2 separate regions of the Triticum aestivum genome follow, and region 2 is linked to region 1. A link is a contact called in public Hi-C data. All regions are on one chromosome and are shown on one strand. Each heading gives the region's core, a stretch centred on a gene start, on an enhancer-like site or on the middle of the called end of the contact. The rest is flanking DNA. Distances are from core to core; before and after follow the strand shown.

Region 1 (4,613 bases), core at 442-2,941:
CAGCGAATAAGAGGACATCAGTGATCTTCTTCTCCTTGATCATTTGTTTCTTGGCCATCATTCTCGAGTTGAATTGTATGAACACAAGAGAGTTTAGACGTTCTGTAGTTAGCCTATTTCTTTTCTTCGTATGTATCTACAACAGGAAAAAACATAAGGATTAAGAACAGGGAATGTTTTGACATGTGACGGACTAATCAAGCTAGATGTGAGATTAGAGAGTCAGGAGACTAACATTTTCGAAGGTACTCCAATTCCTTTCACAGACTGGAGAACTTGATGTCAATGAGAGGATTCTCACAGCCATCCTTTGTAGAGCTGGTGCTTCAGTTCCATAGAGCCTCCACCAAGATGCTATGAATTAAAGCACAGAATCAAGTTAACAATGTATTGCATAAATTCTGAATATATATTGAATAAATTAGACTTCACAAAATCAGAATGCATACCTGCATTATAATCAAAATTTTGACAACTCCTCGCAAGCTTCTTTGCAAATGATCCTTCTTTAATTCAAAATTAACAGCTTGATCTTGTTTGTCATCATCACCATAATAAAAGGTCTCCACACAGCTAATGAACCCTTCGGCATTAAACTACAATTAGGCAAAAATTGTGAGCCTTCTTAATCTCATACCTGAAGCTACAAGGCCGTTGTTATCATCAACCATTGCTGCTGTATGTGTGTATATTGGTATTCAACCTCAATTCCTCACAATTTGTAAATCAAGCACATACCAGTAGCAGCCTCGTTGATGGTCTTTGTCACCGTCTGCTCCCACGAGGTCATCACGAGGCAGCCGCTGCTCCTTCCCATCATCCATCGTCTCCATCTTTCTCGGGCCCACGGGCTCGAGCAGGATGCCAACGACGGCCAGAGGGGCGGCGACGCGCATGCCGGCAGGGGGAAGGGAGAACAGGGGCGGCGGTGCTCCCTCCTGGAGGAGGAAGGAGCAGGGGCGGTGGCATGTGCGCCGGGAGGAGGCCGGGAGGGCATGGGCGGCCGGGAGCGAGGGAGGAGGTGGGGGCGGGGCGGCGCCGGGATCCAGGGAGGTTGGGGGTGGGGCGGCGCCGGGAGTGAGGGAGAAGGTGGGGGCAGGGCGAGCCAGGATCTGGGGAGGAGATGGGGCGGCCGCCGGGGAGGAGGTCGGGGGCTGGCGGCGAAGGGATCTGGAGGAATCGCTAGGTCAGGAGGAACGGCGGGGAATCGCTAGGTTTTTTTTCGCGGGAGGGTTGCGAGTTAACGGAGGTGGGAGGATGACGAAAAAACCCGAAGGTGGGAGGATGATGAAAAAAACCAGCGAAATTAAACCGCGCAGACTATTCACCAAGTCGTTCATTAAAAGTAGAGACTTGGGGGAGTTGATGGCTCTAGATTATCACTTTTAGTACCATGTTTTGGTTTAGATTACGTTAGTTTTGTATTTTCATATGCCAAATGTATAGCGAACATCTACTTTAAATATAAAAAACATGATGTTTGAGAGATAGATTGTATGGCCGGCATCCGGCAGGATGTCACACTGGAGGACGTACGTTTGAGTTCTAGAAGGTACCCCTAAAGGACAAGCCTTAAATGAACACCCAGAAATGAACGCGCACCGTCCGGCGAATGCCGATCATGCAACCATATCACACACAAAATTCCTTACTTGACTAGTGGAGAGAGAGGAGATACTTGTCTGATGGAGAGAGAGAGGAGCGTGACACATACGTAATCGAACTGAAAAGAAGGAGAAGAAAAGAGGGTCGGCACAGCGCAAGGTTTTGGATGCGTCTGCTGCTTCGACGCCAGGAACAGAAACAGTAGCAGAGAAAGGTGTTTTTCGCATGGGCGGGGTGGGGTGGTGTCACGTTTTGTGGGCGGAGATGCGTACGGGCGACGGATTCTGGGTCAGCGTCGACGTGTTAGGCCGCCGTGTTTCAACCCAAATGGTTGAAATGGACATGTGTCTGCATGGACCATTTGCACGCATCGACGTTGTTGGAGTTGCCCTAAGCACATCTGCACACGCAGGTCGATCGTAGCTTGGTTGCCAGCTTCATTTGACAGTCAAAATTAACAACTGTACCGCAATGTTCGTGCAAATACTACGTACGTATTCGATATGCTACGGTCCAGCTTGGGGAACACAACGTACGAACCGATGGATGGCGGAGGTGCTGGCCTGCTGTCGCTTCGTCTCATCTCTCATGTCGACGCAAAGTCTGGATGGATATCCATCTGTGCAAGCTTTGCGTCCGTCCGCGCGTGGTTTCGAATGCGCCCAGCACACAGGATGTACATCCAGATTCAGATATGTGTGCCGAGCTGAGCCGGAGGATGAACTCCCCATGCTGGCGTTAGCTGTTTCTGGACTTGCTCGTTAGCTGTTCCGGACTCCTCCCCACACACAGTAACCTATCTGCCACACATCATGCAAGCTACAGTCAGTTAATTATCAAAGGTTTAACTTGAGAATTGTAACTAGTTATATGAGACTATACGTGGTTAGGTAGCCAACTTAAATGCAATTATTCAAATGCAAGTACTCTTTTAATTAGGGTTGGAGGATTTGTGAGAATGGACATATTATATCTTTACGAGCCAGTAAATTCTTTTTACTCATTTGTCAGCCTCCCTTTCATTATTTCTATTTCTTAATTGCTCGAGGATCGACGAGCAAGACTTAAACTTTGGGAAGTTGATGGCTAGAGATTATCACTTTTACTAGAAGGTTTTTGATATGTCTGAGATCCTCAAACCTATTAGATTACATTAGTTTTATATTTCAATGACAAATGTATAGCGAACATCTACTTTAGATAGATAAAAAACGATGTTTACGAGATAGCATTGTATGGCCGGCGTCCAACCGGATGTCCGTAGACATTGGAGGTCGTATGTTTGAGGTCTAGAGGGTATCTCCAAGGGCAAATCTTAAATGAACACTCTGAAATGCACGCGCACAATGAGGCAAATGCCGATCATGCAACCATATCACACAGAAATTCCCTACTTTGTAATGGAGAGAGAAGAGCGTGACACATACGCAATGGAACTCAAAAGAAGGAGAAGATAAGAACAAATCAGTAGCTGAAATGTTTAGAAAAGGTATGGCCTCAGTCTCTTTTAGGAGAACTCTAGGATGGAGTTTTTCTCGCTTTTGACGTAGCAGGCCTTCAAAAGGGAGGGCCGCGCGATGGGCTATTAGCTCAGTGATAGAGTGGGTCCCTGATAATTGCATCGTTGTGCTTAGGCTATGAGGGCTCTCAGCCACATGGATAATTCAGTGTGCTCAGCAGCGCCTGACCTGAAGATGTGGATCATCCAAGGCACATTAGCATGGCATACTCCTCCCGTTTGGAGACTCCTTGAATTATGGAGAACATTGGGGAGGCTTGTAGGGGGTGGTGTTGAATCAGAATAGAGACAGAATAAAATGGTCTTTGAAGAAAAATGGTATTTACAATGTTAAGTCTTATTATAGATACATGATAGAGAATGGGGTAAAATACCCACACAACTTCATGTGGAAAACAAAAATGCTTCCCAGAGTGAAAGTTTTTATGTGGCTGGTGTTGAGAAAGTGCATTTTGACCAGAGATAATTTGTTGAGGAGAGGGTGAAAAGGAGAAAAGAAATGACCTTTCTGCTTGCATGATGAAAGCATTGATCACTTGGTTTTTGGATGTTTTGTGACTAAATTTTTATGGATATTGTTAAGTGTACTTTTGACTTGCAAAACATTCCTGATAATGTAAATGACTTGTTTAACAATTGGCTTAAGAAATTTCATAAGAAAGAAAAAGATCTGATAACAGTTGGCATCTCTGCCATATTTTTGTGCAATTTGGAAATTGAGGAATAGTGTTGTGTTTGATAACAACAGGATCTCCGATCCTTGTGTTCCTGTAAATCTTATTATCAAATTCATGAATGACTTGTGTTGCAGATAAACCCCGAAAATAGAAGGGTAATGGAGGAGGGCGTAAGAAGAATTGAATCATTGGCGAGAGAGGTTTCCAAGGCGACTCTGGGATGTAGAGTACGCGTAGGATTGCGGCCTGCGGACAGCCATACTCCCCCGGGCATACCTATCCTTCTCGCTGTTACTTCTCGGAGAATTTGTTTGCTTTTGCTGGTGCTGGAGACCCCGGTTTGTGGGAGTCCCAGAGTGGATTTGCCTCTCTTTTGCGGGCTGGCTCGGGACGGACGGACGAGCTGGGGTGTTCATCTCGTGATCTTCCAGGCCATGCATCGTGGGTCAAAAACCTGCCGTGGTAGCGGTGGTAGCTTTTCATTTTTAGTAGTTTGTATCGAACATATGGTTTCTGGTAATGAAAATCGGAGTGAGGGCTCTCTTTTTCAAAGAAAGATACATAACACAGCTGCCGCACAACAAGGTTTTGCGTGCGTGTGGTGCTTCGACGCCAGGAACAGAACCAGTAGCAGAGAAAAGGTGTCTTTTGCATTGGGGAGGTGGGATGGCGTCCCGTTTTCTGGGTGGAGATAAGCGCATCTGCACATGCAGGTCGATCGTAGTAGCTTGGTTGCATGAAGCGGCAGCACCGCTTTGGTCCCGATTGTGTGGACGGGCTAGCTGCCCGCCTGCGCCGCCCATTCTTCTCGC
Region 2 (5,110 bases), core at 647-3,146, 420 kb before region 1:
TAGTGGACGCGCCCCACCCACAGGAATTCTCCTGCCCTTCGCTGTCGCCGGTCGAGCAAAATGTTAATGTTACGAGGCAGGCACACTGAGAAATGATCATGAATAGTCGTCAAGTAGCTACGTAAACATGCATCCCATATGGCCTGGTTGTGTGCTTTCGTGCCGTGGTCTCTGGACGGTGCGCGTGTGAGCAGAATTTCCAATTTGTTTTCAGCAAAACCTCGCTAAGGATCCAAAAAATTCGATTTTCCCTGACATGCATGCCTGTCGCTGATGGCTGTGCTTTGGTGTCGCCATCGGTGGAGTAGTAAATAAAGATATCGGTCGATCTCAGTTTGAGCAAGGACGGTGCGCGTGTGAACAGAATTCCCCATTAAACTTTCAGTAAAAGCTTACTATATGAACCGACAGAGCAACGGGCCATTTGAAAACTCCACCGGCTTAGCTAGTTAGCCGCGCAGGTCAACAGGCCGTTGGTGGTCAAGTTCAGACGCAACACAAACACTTGAGCTGCACGTACCCGTCAAAAAAAGCTTGAGCTGCACGTACTACTGCCTACTAGTAATAGTAGCAGTCAAGCTAGCCTAACCGGACCGTCTTTCTGTTTTTTTCTTCTTTTTCTGATTAGTCGGATGGATTACTATTGACGGGCACATAGCATAAGCAAGTAGTACTTCCACTACAGTACTGTATTCGGTAGCTTGTCAAGCAACTTTCATCGACCGGCGACACCCGGGCGAGAAATGGTTAGGTGCGTTCCACCGAGACTTTGGCCACGCCGAGCAATTACGCAAAGCAAGCAGCCGCTGCCCACTGGTGTGCCTAGTGGTCAAGACCCTCCACATCCATCGCAGCCGGCCGGCACCCACGGGTAGTACACGGGTCGCCGGAGGCATCCTGGAGGGCGGGGCACCGGACCTGGCGGCCGCGCGTCCGTCCGCTGAACCCGAACGGCTGAGCCGCAGCGTCCGTGACCGCGTCGGTCGCCGTCTCTGGCGTCCCTGTCTCGCGCGTCCAAGACTGGTCGCGGCCGTAACTGCGTCGATGGGGAGGGGACGTAGTGCAGTGGCGTACGTACCAGGAGATCGATTCCCATCCCAATTCGGTGCACGGACTGATCGGGACCGGCCGGGCGGGGCTCGCGTCGGGTCGGGGTCGGTTCGACCGGCCGGCCGCAGTCGTGCAGGCACGGCAACCCGATCGGCGAGCTGATCCTCCTCCGGGATTACCATTCCCGCAGAATCGGAAGGAAATACTACTATTTCCACGAGAAAAGATTCGGAAGAAAAATCCTCCGTCTTTTCAACTGAAATGACCGCCGCAGAAAGAAAACTGAAATGAGGTTGCGATAATGTCTTGTGAGTCAAGCACGTCACGGTTCGCAACAGATAAATGGCGGGGATCGTGCTGAGCCGCTTATGTTCGGTACGCTGCGTTGAATTCCCTTTCGCACTCAGCTTTTTTTGATTTGGATCGGTCGGGGCCGTCAGCCAGCCAATCAGCTTCGCCAATCGCGCCCGATGATTTTCCACTGTCCCGTGACAGTGAGATCGGTCACTCGATATTGTACCATCATCTCCGGTGCAATGCACGTACAAATGCGTCCACCGGGTTTTGGATCGGCCGGCCCAAATAATTGGCCTCAGGAACCATGCACGCATTATTGGACGCCACAAACCGAACCAGAGCGGGGAATTATTGGGCGCCCACGATCGAACCGCATCGCATGTGGGGTGTCCCCTACCCAAGCGCGGGGAATTATCGGACGTCCGTCGCGCGGATCCGACGGCGGTGGGCTGGCGAACACGGGTCGCGGTGCACCACCCGAACGAGATGGGATGGATAGGGAGGTGACACCAGCAGCCCCGGCCCGGCTATAAATGCGCCCACCCCGTCTCCCCCTCCCTCACTGTATCCATCCCACCACACCAGCACCACAGCCGCTCAGACCGAACCGCCCCTGAAAGAAGGCGCAAATTGCAGACGGGTCCACGGATCGATCCCCAATCCTCCAGGCCGCCGCGATGGGCATCTCCAGCATGCCGGCGCCCAAGGAGAGCCTCCTGATCTACCTGCTCTACCACGCCGTCGTCTCGATCGCCGCCCTGGCGGGCCTCCTCCGCGCCGCGCTCGTCTTCCTCGGCCTGCCCGCGCCGCCGTCGCTGCTGGCCGGGGAGGACGCCGACGGCGCCGACCAGCTCACGGCGGCCACCCCGGCGGCCCCCAGCCTGGCCGAGAGGTTCAGGAGCAGGTTCCGCCCCGCGCGCTTCGGCCGGAGGCGGGGCGCGGCGGCGGTGCCTGACTGCCGCGTCTGCCTGGTGCGGTTCGAGGCGGACGCCGTGGTGAACCGCCTGCCCTGTGGCCACCTCTTCCACCGCGCCTGCCTCGAGACCTGGCTGGACTACGACCACGCCACCTGCCCGCTCTGCCGCTCCCGCCTCCTCCCGGCCGCCGCGGCCGCCGACGAGTCGTGGTCGCCGCCGGCCCCCACCCTGACGGCCTGGATTTAGGCACGAGTGAAGCGAAGAGAAGAGAAGAGAGAGATTCGCCCCGTCGCGTCGCCCCCGGCTATGTGCTAGCTCCGTGTGTGGCCTCTCCGTGTGCGCGTAGGAATTTAGATGGATCCTAGCAGAGGGCTCTGCTCCTCGCCTTTCGCATTTGCCTTTTGGTTTCGTTTTCTGTACGCCTCGTGCCATCGCTGTACCGTGTAAATATTTTTCAGCAGAGAGCGCTCCTACGGGTGTAGCGCTTTGTGTGATGAGAAATTTGTGTACGGCCTTCGGCTTTTTTTACGAGAAACGGAAAATTGATGGAACAAGGATGTGTTGTGAACACCAGAGGGGCCTCTGTGTTCTTGCCTCTTGGATGCCCCTAACTTCTCTCTCCAGATATTTATGGAAAAATCACTACTAAAGTTTCCTTATTTTACTCTTTCCGTGCACACCGTTGTATTACCAATTTCAGGAACTGGTAGCTGATCTTAACAAGAAACCATTGCGAATCGTTGCAGGTGTTTATTAATAAAGCAGATCAAGAAACCAGTGCTATTCGGGTATTTTGTACCTGTTGTTAAACCAGATGAAGAAACCAGTGCCATTCGGGTACTTTGTAGTAGCGTTTGTTAAACCAGATCAAGAAACCAATACTCTACCAATTTTTACAAAGTGTTCATTAAACCAGATCAAGGAACCACTGTAGCAATCTCTTCCGGTGTTTATTAAGCAAATCAAGAAACCAATACTATTCGGGTAATTTCTAGCGTTTATTAAATTAAACCGGATCAAGAAACCACCACCACTATTTGGGTAATTTCTCCCAGGCTCCAAACAAACGGCAAGGGAATCCTGCACTAATCAGGAGTACTATAAAACCAGTGGGGTTGTTGGTTGAGTGATCGATTATTTTTGGGGGGTGGCGTTGCAGGTATCCCCGGAGCAATTAGGCAGGGGAGACAAGGCGCTGAAAGGCACGGCAACGGCAGCGGATTGTTTATGCGGGCGGGGGCGGGGGCGGGTCACATGGATTACGGATACGTGCTTATCAACGTGGCCCCACTTGGCTGCGTCCGCATCGCCGATGGCACATGCCGCCAATCTTGGGCGTCCCTCCATCGGCTCCTTGTCGTCACGGCCAAGGTCCCTTTTTGTTATGCTTTTTTGCCCCTTGCGCTGCAACCCCATCCATGTTAACTTTTTTTTTATGGAATCCTTTTTTAAAAGATAAAATCCATGTTAACTTCTGTACCATCCTCAAAAGTCATTTTTCTCTAAGTTTTTGTTGTTTGCGAAATTAAGCACTAGCTTAGCTAGTCTATCCCCATAACTTTTTTTTTAAAATTATAGCATTGCAACCCTGAATACTCCCTCCGTTTCAGTTTACAAGGCGTGCGCGTACCCCTAGGTTGTCAATTTTATCACCGTAATATAAACTATATAACGAAATAATCATTTGAAAATAGAACATCTTAAGTTTATAATGGTATGTTTTTTTTGTAATATATGACTTTTTTTAGGGGAAATATTGCCGCATTTATTTAATCAAACGCATTCGGAATATCATCCGAGATTACATCGAGCACACACGGGTGACCCCCACCCAAACCTTGCAAAGCTCATCTCCTACCCCTATTTTTGCTAGTTTATGAGCGGCAACATTTGCAGTACGACGAACCCAAGTGACTTTGGAGCTAACAAACGAAGATAGCAACGTCTTCAGCTCTTGAATCAATGGGCCAGCAGTTGACATCTCCTTGTGCTGACTATTGAGCATCTTAACCACTCTTTGTGAATCCATCTCCACATGTACCTTTTCTGCTTGTATCTCCTGCGCCAAGACAAGGCCTTTCTTGCATGCATGAACCTCTAGCATCTCTGGGTCGGTCATGCCTCGGACCAAATGGCACAGCCCTGCACAAAAGGCCCCATGCTCATCCCTTATCACAGCTCCAACGCCCCCCTTTCTCCCTGACCTAGAAACAGCCCCGTCCGAGTTGAGCTTAAGCCACCCCTCATCTGGAGGCTTCCACTTCTGCTTGATCTGTTGCTCTCTGGGAGGCTTGTTTTCGGTATGGACAGCTCCCCATTCATCCATTTGAGTGACCACGCGTTCTATGATTTCATGTGGCGGGGCTATGCTCTTTCCTTCCCTCGTTTCATTCCGTGCTAGCCAGAGCTCGTACGTAGCCTGAATCATTGCACCTCGCTCGTCATTAGACGCCCCGGCGAACCATCCCAGAAGCCAGCGAGCCAACGCACTCTGGGAGTCGATCGGACACGGTGGTTTAGCCACCATGACTCCCTTTTCTGAGTACAACAGCTGCCAGAACAATGTGGAGTGCGGACAGGACCAAAAACGGTGTAGCACCGTTTCTTCCCTCCCACACGCCACGCAAAAAATCCCAGGCTTGATTCTCCTTCGGTGCAATTCTGCTCCCACCGCCAGTCCATTCCGAATCATCCTCCACATGTGAATTCTGGCCTTTGGAGGCACATTGGTATCCCATAAAGCCAAGTACCCTTTATGCTTTTCAACAGAACTCGAGGATTCCGGCCATCCAATCCTCGCCATATCCAGAGCCCTCCGCAAATGATACCCAGATTTCACCGAATAG

Evidence for each region. A called contact is a pair of places that touch in the nucleus more often than the background predicts.
Region 2: a contact with region 1 is called in a Hi-C map of leaf, with 5 times the contacts expected there. The contact joins the promoter of LOC123112312 here to the enhancer-like site in region 1. A contact is called at or near these places in 5 of 5 Hi-C or Micro-C datasets (leaf, root and an unstated tissue).

What each region holds. Positions count from the first base shown.
Region 1 is chr5B:438,069,564-438,074,176 of IWGSC CS RefSeq v2.1, reverse strand. No RefSeq gene overlaps it. Among protein-coding and RNA genes, the nearest start is that of LOC123112310, 16 kb to the right of the region's middle. Within about 2 kb of position 1,691, at least 2 of the 8 cell types and tissues checked have an H3K27ac peak or open chromatin away from gene starts, as enhancers often do. A contact at or near this core is called in leaf, where this site is marked.
Region 2 is chr5B:438,488,651-438,493,760 of IWGSC CS RefSeq v2.1, reverse strand. LOC123112312 (probable E3 ubiquitin-protein ligase XERICO) reads left to right here and starts at 1,896. Exons shown (of 1, transcript XM_044533265.1): 1 at 1,896-2,834. The coding sequence starts at 2,025. The coding sequence ends at 2,510.